Linked DNA regions of Zea mays: region 2 is linked to region 1. Evidence: chromatin contacts called from public Hi-C data. All regions are on one chromosome and are shown on one strand. Each heading gives the region's core, a stretch centred on a gene start, on an enhancer-like site or on the middle of the called end of the contact. The rest is flanking DNA. Distances are from core to core; before and after follow the strand shown. Region 1 holds the start of LOC100277789. Region 2 overlaps LOC100125638 (granule bound starch synthase IIa precursor).

Region 1 (3,492 bases), core at 279-2,778:
ACACCTCCACGACGAAGCTGCTCAAGGGGAATCGCAATCCGGCTTTCAAAAAGCTTCGGTACACCACAACTTCATTTTCTTCAGGGTGTGGACAAGTCTTTTCCCCTTCGTCCGCCCTCACAATGGACAGATCCCGGAAATACCTTCCTCTCATATTAACAAGATGATTCTCTTTGATAGTTGATTTACCATAAACTGAATGGCTTGGTCGCCAGGGGCGATCTTCGGAGTCTTCGCCACCGCTGTCCACATCATAACTTTCACTGTCACCAGTATCTTCAGACAGCCCTTCCAGAATTTCCCTGGTGATCTTTTCTGTGTTGGTCTTCGACATTGCTATAAGAAACCCTAAGTTCTTCTCTTCATCAAGACTCAGCTTCATTTCAGCAGCAGCCTTCTTAGCAGCTTCAGACATCTTCGGAAACACTAAAAAACTGTTTTCAAAGCCGAAGCTTCAAAGCTAAAAGCTTAGCAGATCACAGTGCACGAGAGCTAAAAAATGAGTGAGCAAGAGTGGTTGGCCAGAAAGCGTGCAAAATAAGTTTGCGGTATGGCCGTATTTATACGCTTGATGCGTTGAAAGTTGAAAGACCCCACTTGTCATTGAATGTTGCTATTCTAGCAAAGGGAAGGTGTTTTTTCGGACCTTCGGCATAAAGCCTTCGTTCATGTCGCAATCTGAATTTATTATTTCAAACAAATTAATATTGCGAGGGGCTACTGTTGGGGGCCTTCGTCCTCCGAAGGTCCTCAAAAACATGATTTAACAATGTTTTCCAAGTAGATTATGTGAACAGGTACCTTCGGACTCAGAATTACGAACATGAAGTGCGGTCAGGACGAAGCCTGAACCAGACGAAGGACGGGCTGATTACCAAGCTCCACGAAGGATGGTGCACAGCCGAAGCTGTGCGCAGGGAAGCTTCGTCGCGATAGCAGAGAGGGGAACCGACTTAAAGATGAAAAGACTACGTGGACCTTGTCAGGTTTCCATAAGTCATTGACAAATGTAATGGACATAAATGTAATTTTACGTGGGCTGTGTCCCGCGTCTATAAATAGATGAACAGTACTCCCGTACTGTTCACGCTGACTTGGCATTTTGCTTTTGCGTCACGCTTGTACTTTTTATCTTCTCTCAGGACCGAAGGTACATTTGTAATTTGAAATCATTTCTATTTTTCCATGTTAATAAAATAGAAATGATCCTATGATGATGCTTATATTATATTTCATGCTTTATATGAATCCTTCGTCATTACTTGTTATGTTTACGAAGGTATGTTTCTTATGATCTTCGTCCGAAACTCATTATTTCCCGAAGGGACATAATGCTTCGAAGGACGAAGGACTTTAACACTTAACACTTTTTATGTTGCCTTGTTCTTAATTCGAAGCATTTAAGAACAAGTCCCCAACAGGAGGATCCCACGACGCACGCCATGACAAAGACCACATACCATATGCCGGCCGGCCGGCAGGCCAAGCCGGCCTCGACCTATACGTACGTCTTGCCTATTTTTTTCCCCAAGAACAAGAAGATCACAGTCAAAAGGTGCTACTTACTATACACGCACAAAAATACATCGAGCACCATGGCATCTCCAACCCGTCAGGCACCAGCACCGCCACCCTTCCTCGTTACTCCCATCATGCTGATGCTGTGGCTGCTGCTCGCTTCCTCGCACACGCGCGGCGCCATGGCCGCGACGCCCAACACGGAGGCGCTCTCGGTGCTGTGCAATGGCGCGTCCTACGGCGCCGGGGACCCCTTCGCGACGAGCCTAACGTTCGTGCTGTCGGAGCTGTTGTCCGCCACGCCGGTCCGGGCAGGCCACGACTTCTACGACATCTCCCCGTACCCGGCCGCCTTCGCGTACGGGCACGCCGCGTGCCGGGCGGCGCTGTCCGCCGCGGACTGCGCTGCCTGCCTCCGCTCCGCCGTGAGCCAGATGGACGCCTCCTGCGGGTACAGCGTCGGTGCCAGGGCCGTGCTCGTGGACTGCAGCGTGCGCTACGAGCAGTACGCGTTCGTGGATTGATTCGTCAGTAGATTTCTAGCTCCTTTCGATTTGTATGTAGTTCTGTGTGGTTTGGTTTCTCGCGTTGGTGTTGCTGCCCAAATGTATGCTCGCGCGCAGGTGATTTGCCAAACCCTTATCTTCTATCCAGCCACGCACCTCCCGAATGATTTGCATGATAAAATCGTACTGTACGAGCTAAGAAATTGACCGATACAACTGAGCAATCTAGTCGGTCATGAAGGTGCTTGCTAATAGACACAAACGATTCATTCTATATTTGTATTTTCTCAGGAATTTAAAACTTTGATCAATATTCAGTTAAATACAAATAAATTTATCAAACAAACTATTGTTCTATAATTTATATGTAAAAGGACAAAAACATAGCATATATAATCGACCCATTATTTATATAAACAGCTTATGGCATTTTTTTTCTTCCTTTTCTCATGACGACCCGTACCACATTCCTCGAACGTACAGTAAAATGCCCTCAAATACTAAGCAAATAAGTCCTCGACTCAAACGTCCAATTTGTAGAATTTTTAGATCGAGTTTGTAAGAACTCTACAAATATAAAATTCCCTAGAAATAAAACAAAAGTTAAATGTTTTTAATAAACACATCCTGGCCTCGGGAGGAACTCAGTCTAGCCCATTTCCTTACCTGGTATTCTCTTGGCCTTGCACGGCCTGCGGGCTGACCTCTCTCTCCCTCTCTATTCATACTAGCAGTGGCCCAACCATTTTATCGAATCAGTTTTGTGTTCTTCCTTTTCTCTAATCTAACTAGCAACCAACCTTCCAAAATTCATATCTCACCGGTTCAAACTTTAATTGACTTTGATTTTTCTTCCTAAATTCATTAAATTCAAATGATATCTTTAAAAATAAATTTGATTCTTTTACCAATAACACATCATTATAAAATTTAAATGTACTTTTGCTATAATTTATTGAATGACTTGGTATTTGGACTACATGTGCTTTAAAAAATAACTAAACAAAAAAAAATCAGTACCAAATATAAATTTGGAGCTAACAGTTCAGATATTTGTATACCATTGTATTCTTGTGTTGAACCATCCCATGGAGATGCATGTGTGCAATTATTCTATTGTTAGGGTTGTATAGTGAGATTTTGGTTGTCTATTCATCGATGTTAGTCTAAACATTTAAATGGACTAAATGTCACCTACTATTTAGCTACTTTATTCATGCTAGCTTTGTGGTCATTTGATTAGATTAAATAATGATTAAATAAGATAAACATCTGATTAAATGGACACAATAAGCAACTGTGTAGTGTTTTGATGGTGTGTACACAGATATAATGCATGATCATGTACGTGAACTGTACGCTATTTATTGACCTTATTATTTATGTATTTTCAATGTGGTTTGTAGTGAGATTTTGGTGTATATAGTATTCATCATAGTTATTTCTTTAGTGTTCAAATGTGGCTTAC
Region 2 (3,492 bases), core at 366-2,865, 520 kb after region 1:
CCGTGGCCGAGGCCGAGTCCGAGCCCCTGGGTCGGGCGAGGCAGAGGTCGTTCGGCAGAGGCCAGGGCGGAGTCCGAGCCCTGGGGTCGGGCGAAGCGGAGTTCGTCGTCTTCTGGGGCTGAGCCCGAGTCCGAGCCCTGGGTCGGGCGGAGCGGAGTTCGCCGTCTTCCTGGGCCTAGCCCGAGTCCGAGCCCTGGGTCGGGCGGAGCGGAGTTCGCCGTCTTCCGGGGCTTAGCCCGAGTCCGAGCCCTGGGTCGGGCGGAGCGGAGTTCGCCGTCTTCCGGGGCTTAGCCCGAGTCCGAGCCCTGGGTCGGGCGGAGCGGAGTTCGCCGTCTTCCGGGGCTTAGCCCGAGTCCGAGCCCTGGGTCGGGCGTAGCGGAGTTTCCTATGGCGCCTTTGGCAGGGCCTGACTGCCTGTCAGTCTCACTCTGTCAAGTGGCACTGCTGTCGGAGTGGCGCAGGCGGCGCTGTCCTTCTGTCAGACCGGTCAGTGGAGCGGCGAAGTGACGGCGGTCACTTCGGCTCTGCCGGGGGGCGCGCGTCAGGATAAAGGTGTCAGGCCACCTTTGCGTTAAATGCTCCTGCGACTCGGTCGGTCGGTGCGGCGATTTAGTTAGGGTTGCTTCTTAGCGAAGGCAAGGCCTCGGGCGAGCCGGAGATGTGTCCGCCGTTAAAGGGGGGGTCTTGGGCGAGACGGAAATCCCTCGGGGTCGGCTGCCCTTGCCCGAGGCTAGGCTCGGGCGAGGCGTGATCGAGTCGCTCGTATGGACTGATCCCTGACTTAATCGCACCCATGAGGCCTCTGCAGCTTTATGCTGATGGGGGTTACCAGCTGAGAATTAGGCGTCTTGAGGGTACCACTAATTATGGTCCCCGACATATTTATTTTGAAAGAAGGTATTGTATACTTACATTTAAGGGTTTCTTGATTGTTTTCATTGTATAAGGGTTTCTTGATTGTTTTCATTGTATGTATAATTTATGAGAAGAACAAATCGATGGAGTATCTCACCTTATTATTTTATTTCCTTATTTTATTGTTTTCTTTCTTATACAAATTTTGGGATTTACGGTGTTTGGCAGTCTGTAGTCCGTTCTGGCGGCCAGCCAGAAGCTGCTGATACGCCGAAACAAACAGACCATGCATCTCAAATCATATACATAAATTGAGTCATTAGGCCCTGCATGAATGTTTAGATTTTTCCACTCGGCCTGATCAGCAGTGATTGCTGTTGGCTGCAGGAACTTGCTCTCATAAAATTATTTTTTGTAGAAACAGCCACTATTACTTACGCAACAGTGGCTGTGCTCATATGTTTTAAACCACCACTGAGAAGCGAACTATGCACAAGAACGAGCCATTTCAAACAACTCCATCGTGACCCTACCACTTGGGATGATTCGAGCTGCCCGCTAGCATTCGCTATATTTACATAACCGTTGTCGACCGAACGGAAGCGGGAAGTGTATGTTGCGCAAGAACAGAAGAATTAGAGCAGGCATGGCATTTTTTAGAATGCCAAGGATTATATTACAATGAGGTAGTAGTAGTAGACTAGTAGTAGAGGCGAAACCGTGTCTGACTGGACACCTCACTCCACCAGCCACAAGGCCGCCCAGGAGGATCCTAGAAGACGCTTCCTATCACCAACGCGTGTTTCCGAGTCGAGGCACCACCAAGCCCTCACGGAGTGGCTACGTTTTCCTTGGCAAGTGGGGCGATCTCCTCTGCGTCGTCGATGCCAGCTCGACTCCCCTCGACTCCAAGGCCCAGAAGCACCTCCTCCCACTTCTTCGCAGGCCCCTAGACCAGAGACGAGAGGGGTCGGTGATCCTTATTATCTTGACAAAGAGTTACCTAGCTGCATGCCAACGATAAACGGAGAGCTTGGCTGGCATATATATACACATGTGCCTATACGTACCTTCCAGGACAGGTCTTTCGCCATGCAGTTCTGAACCATCTCATGGAATGCCGGGGTGTCGTACTGCTTCAGGGCTCGCGTGACGGTTGACGCCACTGCTGTCACGTCGGCTGGGTCTACAGTTTCACACTAAAAAAGATGGAGGAGAAGATTAACCAAAGGCTATTTTCATTTATGGAGCCTGAGAACAATGAGTCCGTGTTGTTCTTTACCTCGACATTGAAAGAACCCATGTGGAATCCGGTGACGCCCTCCTCAACCGTGTCGACAAGTCCTCCAGTGGATGAACAGATAGGAATCTGCAAAAAAATATATATATATTTGCAGCATCGATGGTCATTCTTTTTCTATTGCACTTTGTCTGCTGCTTAACTACGTGGTATTTTCTAACACTTTACAGGAATCAAGATGTGACATGATGAGGAAAAAAAATGCCTGCTAATATTTATCCTACGCGCACTCAAATCTGAACTGTAACAAAAAATCTGAACTGCTGTAACAAAGCGGAGCTAGGAAGTCTCACCACTCCATATCTCATCCCTTGCAGCTGAATGAGACCACATGGCTCAAACCTGCTTGGGACGATAATGAAGTCAGCCCCGGCAAACATCATGTGTGCCAATGGAACATTGAATTTCGCTATGCCTCTAGCGTTGTTTGGATATTTCACTTCCAGCTGCGTTAGTTCCTCCTCCATCTTCTTCTTTCCCGTGCCCTGAAGAACAATTTTTTTTCTCAGCGACTATCAGATCGTGAACCGTGCCATGCGAAAGAATAGAAACCACTTCTAAATTGGAACATACAAGAACGATTATCTGGACATTCTCGCCCACGAACTCTGGAATGGCTGCAATGAGTATGTCGGACCCTTTCTGTTCTTCGAGACGCCCGACGAAAACTATAACAGGGATGCTCGAGTCCACAGGCAATCCGACTTCTGCTTGCAAACTCTCTTTATTGAGAGCCCTTGCTTCAGTTACCTGACAAATTATTTCATTCAGTAAAGAAATCTCTATATAAGGTAAGAACGGGCGATGTGGTAATAGGCCTTACCGTTGTTGCATCATATTTCACGCTGATGTACTTATCTGTTGAAGGATCCCATTCATAAACATCCATGCCATTAACGATTCCAATTTCTAGAGGCTTTGTGCGAAGGACACCATCCAACTCAACACCCTTATCTGGGCCAGATGTGAGTTCCTTGACATAATGTGGACTGACTGTTAGAACCAGATCACTCTCAATGATCCCTGCCTTCATCCAGTTAAGCTTTCTCCCTAGAACAGGCTTAACATGTCTGCACACATTTGCATTGTACCAATGTCAAAGAAGCTAGAAGAACATACAGATATTATGAAGCAATAGAACATGAACGCCTTACCCATCAATAAAATCAAATGATGGCAAGAAACTGTCAGGTAGATTAAGAAGATCGAAGTCTGCTCGGGCAAATCTACCTTGATAGGCAATATTATGTATGCAGAAAGCAACCTACACGATCACAGTTAAGAAACAAAACTAAGCGAAGCGTGAAAACTAAAATGATCGTTTGTTGCTCCCCACA

Evidence for each region. Hi-C and Micro-C count contacts between places; a contact is called where the count stands out from the background.
Region 2: a contact with region 1 is called in a Hi-C map of ear, with 2.5 times the contacts expected there. The contact joins the enhancer-like site here to the promoter of LOC100277789 in region 1. A contact is called at or near these places in 2 of 25 Hi-C or Micro-C datasets (ear and tassel).

The regions. Positions count from the first base shown.
Region 1 is chr7:35,362,131-35,365,622 of Zm-B73-REFERENCE-NAM-5.0, forward strand. LOC100277789 reads left to right here and starts at 1,529. Exons shown (of 1, transcript NM_001151269.2): 1 at 1,529-2,157. The coding sequence starts at 1,596. The coding sequence ends at 2,042.
Region 2 is chr7:35,886,331-35,889,822 of Zm-B73-REFERENCE-NAM-5.0, forward strand. It overlaps LOC100125638 (granule bound starch synthase IIa precursor), which reads right to left. Exons shown (of 14, transcript NM_001347904.1): 8 at 3,310-3,419; 9 at 2,979-3,225; 10 at 2,729-2,905; 11 at 2,449-2,640; 12 at 2,138-2,224; 13 at 1,926-2,054; 14 at 1,365-1,804. The coding sequence ends at 1,685. Among protein-coding and RNA genes, the nearest start is that of LOC100125638, 6.9 kb to the right of the region's middle. Within about 2 kb of position 1,616, at least 14 of the 20 cell types and tissues checked have an H3K27ac peak or open chromatin away from gene starts, as enhancers often do. A contact at or near this core is called in ear and tassel, where this site is marked.